Regions from separate parts of the Gossypium hirsutum genome. Here region 1 is linked to region 2. A link is a contact called in public Hi-C data. All regions are on one chromosome and are shown on one strand. Each heading gives the region's core, a stretch centred on a gene start, on an enhancer-like site or on the middle of the called end of the contact. The rest is flanking DNA. Distances are from core to core; before and after follow the strand shown. Region 1 has its middle 13 kb from the start of LOC107937516. Region 2 holds the start of LOC107937515 (auxin response factor 6).

What was found. Hi-C and Micro-C count contacts between places; a contact is called where the count stands out from the background.
Region 1: a contact with region 2 is called in a Hi-C map of leaf, with 5 times the contacts expected there. The contact joins the enhancer-like site here to the promoter of LOC107937515 in region 2. A contact is called at or near these places in 23 of 34 Hi-C or Micro-C datasets (anther, callus, cotyledon and 6 more).

What each region holds. Positions count from the first base shown.
Region 1 is chrA10:4,472,486-4,475,574 of Gossypium_hirsutum_v2.1, forward strand. No RefSeq gene overlaps it. Among protein-coding and RNA genes, the nearest start is that of LOC107937516, 13 kb to the right of the region's middle. Within about 2 kb of position 1,801, at least 3 of the 9 cell types and tissues checked have an H3K27ac peak or open chromatin away from gene starts, as enhancers often do. A contact at or near this core is called in hypocotyl and leaf, where this site is marked.
Region 2 is chrA10:4,436,032-4,439,112 of Gossypium_hirsutum_v2.1, forward strand. It overlaps LOC107937515 (auxin response factor 6), which reads right to left and starts at 1,797. Exons shown (of 14, transcript XM_016870416.2): 1 at 691-1,797; 2 at 60-181. The coding sequence starts at 733.

The DNA of each region.
Region 1 (3,089 bases), core at 551-3,050, 36 kb after region 2:
TATATTATATAAAATAATATTAAAATATAATATATTAAACTATATATTAAAAATTTATTAATTTTTAAACTATAATAAATTGTCTACGGTTTTGTAACAATTTAATGTTAAATTTAAAAAATTCAACATATTGATGATAACACATTTTTTAATACAGAAGTTTCTCTTCCATATTTATGTTTATTTTTTGCCTGTAAATTATTGTCTTATATCACGGGTTGTAGATCAAAACCTGTGATGAATTCACATATGGAAAAATTTATCTATTTGAAGTTTTAATGGCCCAATAAAACACTCGAATAAAATTAGAGTTATTAAGTTAATTATTATAAGTCTTGAGAGATAAGATTGTATAAAGTTTAAATCCCTTAGGACTTCGCTTTTGAGATACTTTATTTTTGGCGCCTTACAAAATTTTCAATAGATTTGAAGTAAAAAAATTATTGTTTCATGTGATGGTCAATTTGGTGGTCGATAGTAGAAATCAAGGAAAAAATATTTTCGATTTAAAGGCTAAATCTAAAGGGTTTGGTTTTTTTTTTAATCAAAAGGCATATTGGAGAATAAGAGGAGGATAGGAACATTTCGGTATGTCTGCGGTGGAAGAAGACCACCGATCATGGCAGCAACGGTGGCGGCGGATCAACTAAGGGGCTAAGAATTTTTTAAGAGAAAATAGAATAAAAATAAATTATAGTAAAAATAAATGAAAATTTTAGTTGTAACATTAAATGAAAAAAGATATTTTCAAATTTGTATTGGAAAAAGTGAGTCGGTCAAGTGCCATAGGTTTCTAACATGTATGTGGTTATTGGGATAATTTTGTATTACATCCTCTTAAATATGAAATGTTTTTATTTAAGTCATTTTTTATTTTTATTTTTGATATGTTACTGAACTGCAATTTTATTTTATTATTTTTTGGGGCAATTTTAATTTTTACTTTAACTTTAACTATGAAATTAATTTTGACATTTATTTGATTTTGAGTCAATAAAAATTTTATTTTAATCTTAATTCATGATAATTATATTTCGATGTGTCATATTGAAATATTTAAAAAATATTTTAAAATTTATAAATAATAATAGTATTTAAAATTTTCAATTATATTTACTTAGGTAATAGTTAGGTTAAAAATGGAAGCCCAAAAATCTAGAGTACTTTAAGTACTTCTAAATAATTCAAAATTCTAAATAATTAGTTTAAATTTAACAATAAAATTAAAAATTTTAAAAATATAATATAATTACTACCGTGATACAATAAACTATTAATTTTTAAAAAATATAATTAATAACCATAAATTTATCGGAAATTTATAAAATAATTATGGAAATAAAATAACCATAAATTTATAAGTATTGTTATTTTTTCTTCCAAGTTTTATTCTCTTAAACAATTAAATTACCATAATTTTCTTAATATATTGTTATTATTATAAACCTATTTTTAATATTTATACACCATTAATATATTATTTTGAAATTTTTATGATATACAATATTAGAATACTTTTTTTTTTTTGCAATATCTTTTACCGTATGTAAAAATATCATTTAAAATTTAAAAAAATTAAAAACAAATTTTTTTATGAAAATAATTTATTTTCACATTTTAAATAAATAAATAAATAAATTCCATAAATAATTGTTTTAAAAGATGTTAGTGGTATTTTGTTTTCCTCTCACTTTCTTTTTCGTACAAAAGCAACAGCTCACCTCTTAGATTTGTGGGGTCCATCCACTTTCGCCATCTAGATTTGGTGGCCCCCACCTTTCCCTACGTCGCCACTCCAACTACCCCGGCTTCCCCGCCTCAACAGCTTGGCTCGGCTCGGCTCTAGCCATGTACATGCCGTACGTACCATACTATTACTACAACAAGTCATGCACAAATATAATAAAAATTAATAAATAGTATTTTCTTAATATATATACAGTAAAAAAGTTGACTTCCTAATTTTAGAATTTATGAATTAAAAATATATTTCTTACCTAATGTGATTTTAAGAATGAAATATTATTTATTAAAAAATAATTGGAAATAGAAATGTCAAATTTTGTTTTCCGAAATTTCAAAGTTATGGGAAGAATTTTTTTTTAAAGCTGCCATTATGTGTTGGTTTTTTTTTTTCATTAATCATTTATTTATTTGCATGTAATTAGGGACCCACATGACAGGATCTGAACAAATGGGTCCTATTTACAAAAGGATCCATTTTCTATGATATATTATTTAACCATTTAAATTTATTGCATAAAAAAATTTAGGCGTTAACAGCTTAGCATTATAAATTAAATTATTTCTTTTTAAATTTATATAATTTTTTACAAATTTTAAAAAATAAATTGAGATCAATTTAATAATAGTAATGTGTTTTTATCATCTAATAGTAGGGTTCATCGAAAAAGCTTTAGCCCATGCTCAAATGTTCGGCTCCTAATATCTCAGCCCATCTAGCATGCTTCATGCCTTATTAAATTAAAAAGGTCAAATCCTGTTATTAGTCCCTGTATTATGTATAAGTTATGAATTTAGTCTTGATACTTTAATTTGATTAATTTTAGTTCTTATATTTTTTGATTTGATCAATTTTCGTCCTTGTATATTTTGAATCTTAAGATTCCAATTTTGACCAAACAACAGCAGTTAAATTGTTTGGTTAAATATCGGTATTGATCTTGTACTGTGAGTAAAGTTGGAAATTTAATCCATATTCTCCAATTTGATCATTATTTTGGTTAATTTTTTTCTTTTTTTCTTTTTATAAGGGCTAAAATAATTTACTTTTGCTTTTTGACATTATATTGTTAGGTGGATCTCAAAAGATATGAAAAATCTCCCTCCAAGTTGTACATACGACTCTCATCGAATATGATTTTCCACAAAATTTCATATGCATCTATGAGATCGAGTATGGAATTTTGTTTGCTCACTTTAAATTGAGTATTTGTTTCTCTCCCTTCCTGGTAGGATTAGAAATCATGTATTTTACATATCCATAGATTAAGTCATTGGGTTTCCGAAACAATGTAAAAAGAATGCTTTGAATCTTTGTTATTTGACCCTACTTGTTCTAAAAGAAT
Region 2 (3,081 bases), core at 547-3,046:
ATATGCTTCAAAAATCCATTACCAAAGAACAAGCTAAACCCAAATTCTAGCATACCAACCTGCTCACTATGACCCTGTGGGAAATAAACAACCCTACTTCCAACATGTGGTAGAGAAACAAGAGGTCCAGCACATGCATGCCACAGTTCAGAGTTGAGGACCCTCTTTTCTCCTGCAGTGTCTGTTTTGCAGTAATTTAAAACAACAAAAATTAAAAGAGAACATTAAATAAAGAAGCTGGTCAATAGTAATTAAAGAACAAGCCCTAATTAGTAAATTAAACAAGCAATCTAAGGGAAGACACAATTTCAGCAAGGCATAACAGATTAAAGCTCAGTTTGACATAGAGAAAACAGTAATGAAATCAAGGTAGAATTAAGTTTTAAAACAATCTTCTTTACCCCAGACAAAATAAAGAAAAAAATGGATTAGTAAAACAATTTCAACAAGTCTCCTATGGATGGAATTTCAGACTTGGTGACACCAAATAAACTGAATTTACTGATCTGGGATTTAACATTTAAAGAAATCAGCTTCTCCAACATTTTCCAAAGCCAAAAACAAAGCCAATGGATGATGATAGTTTTCAACTTCCCCTCCACCTTCCCCTTTCCCAAGGAACCCAATTAGAGAGAGATAAAATAGAAGAGGAAAAGAAAGAAGCAGAAATTTGATAAATGAGAAGCGTACCTTCCTGGTTTGGAGGATTGAAACCAGCTGAAGAAAGTCTCATTTTCTTTTCCAAACAAATTGAATAAAAACCCTTTAAATCCCAAGTTTGCACCCTCAAGAAAAAAAAGATCACCACCCTAAAACCCCTTCCCTTAATCAGACCAAAGTCCTCCAAAGGACACCCAAACTCCAAAACCTTTCTTCTTACTACTTTGTCTCCACAAAAAAAAACACCATGCCTTAACAAGAATCAAACTCCAATTGAACAAAAGGCTGACAATTTACACGTCGAAGAACAGACTTTAAAGAAAAAAAAAAAAATACAAAGCCCCCCCCCCAAGACTTCTTTCTTGTCTTTCTTATTCAACCGAAACCGGTTTTACTACAAAACACAATCGCTTTCAGCCTCATCCGCCTCCTATCTTGTTCTTCCCCCACCCACCAAAAAAAAAAACCCAAAGTGTTCTTCTCTTGATCCAAAACCTTAATGCTAAAACAACATAATCTCCCCCTTCTTTTAATGTTTCAACGCTTTAGCCCCACATTTCAGCTCCCAAAAATAAAGACTTTTGATCCTTAAGTGTGACCAAAACAACAGCTTTTCTTTTCTCCTTTGAGTTCCTCGAAGCTTGTAACCCACTAACCCCAGCAAACAAAAATACCCAACAGATCTCAGCTATAAAGATACCAATAAGTTCAAAAGCCCAGATCTTTGTTCTCACTCACAAAACAAAAAACACAAACCAAGCAAAGGGTATATTATTATTATGCATTTGGGTTTTTGTTTTTCTTCCTCACAAAGCTGGCTCTCTCTCCCCGTTTGTACAGTCCCAACTGTATTTAAAAAAGAAGCATTGGGTATTTATAGATATTTTTGGTTCAGAAGAATATATGTTTGTTTTATATATCTATGGGCTACGGTTGAGGATGTAGGAAAATATATTTTTTTTACTGGTTTTTAAAGGAATAGGAGAGGGAAGGGGGGACTCTTTTTGTTTCCAGCAATGGAAATAGTGGTGATGAGTGGTCGCTACTGAAGGAGAAATGAAAGGAAAGTGAGAGAGAATGAGAGAGAGTTCCGTGCTGCTGACTACTTGTACTATTTACTGCTCTTTGCCTTTGCTGTTTGCTTTCTTCCCATTTCCTTCTCTTTTTTTCTTTGTTTTTTTTTGTTTTCCATCTCTATTTCTTTGCTCCACCAATCAATGAACATACGACCGCCATTATTTTTCTTTTTCCCCTTTGGGTTGTCTTTTTTCTGTATACGGGTGAAAAAAATATTAAAATTAAAATTAAAAATTTGGGTAAAGAAAAAGTGTTTTGTGAGTGAGCGAGCATGAGAGACACTGTGTATGTCAGATGACTGTTTATTAGAGGGAAGATTTTTTATTTTGTTTTCTAGGATTAATTTCACCAGACGACTTTCAACTATAACTAAAACTTCAATTTCATAATTTAAATTTTAAAATATTTTAATTAAGTCCTTAAAGTATTAATATCATATTAATTAAATTTTTCTATCAAACATAGAATATTTTATAACACGTATATTAAACTATAAATACATGTGCACCAACTGTATAAACAAAATTTGACGAGTTCAAAAATTTTAATAGATCAAATCTAAAATGATATGTATTTTAAAATATTTCAAGTCAAGTTTAAACTAATATCTAATGCTTAATTTGATGTTAAAATAATGAAAAATACTTCATTGATATAATGTTGATATTGAATCAATTCTTTTTATACAATTCTTAGGGTGCCTTTGATTCACAGTACATACGACAGAATTTTTTATCTCTTCACTATAATAACTAATCTAATCAGCACTGTTATTTTTAACATTATGGACGAATGGAGCTAAAGATACGTGTAGGTGAAGTTTAAATTTAAATGAAAGAAGATTGCATGAAATGATTAGGGAAATCACTGTGCATGAGCAACTTGCAGCTTTGCCTCATCTCAGTTCAGGTGGGCCAACTGATAAAGCCCAATTGCATACATTTGTACTATTTGTTTTATTAATTTCATCAACTGTCCATTTAATTTTTCAATTTTTATATATTTCAAAATTTACGAGCTCGAGGATCAGCACGTGATTTCGAAAATTGCAACAACAAAAAACTTACCAAAAATTCGTATAACAAAAAAAGATTTTTTGAAAGAGATAAAAGGTTTTATTAATAATTTTAAGTTTACAACTCTGTAAATTACGATATGTCGATAAAATCTTTCGAATAATTTAATTAGCAATTAATTTTGAGATTAAATTCTAATTTAAATAAGAATGTAGAACGTATTTGATTTGTTAAAATTTTATAAGATAAAATAAAATATGTTATATTCGAAATATCAATGTTATTGATATAGATGTTTAAAGTCATATTTGAGTTAGCGTTTAACACT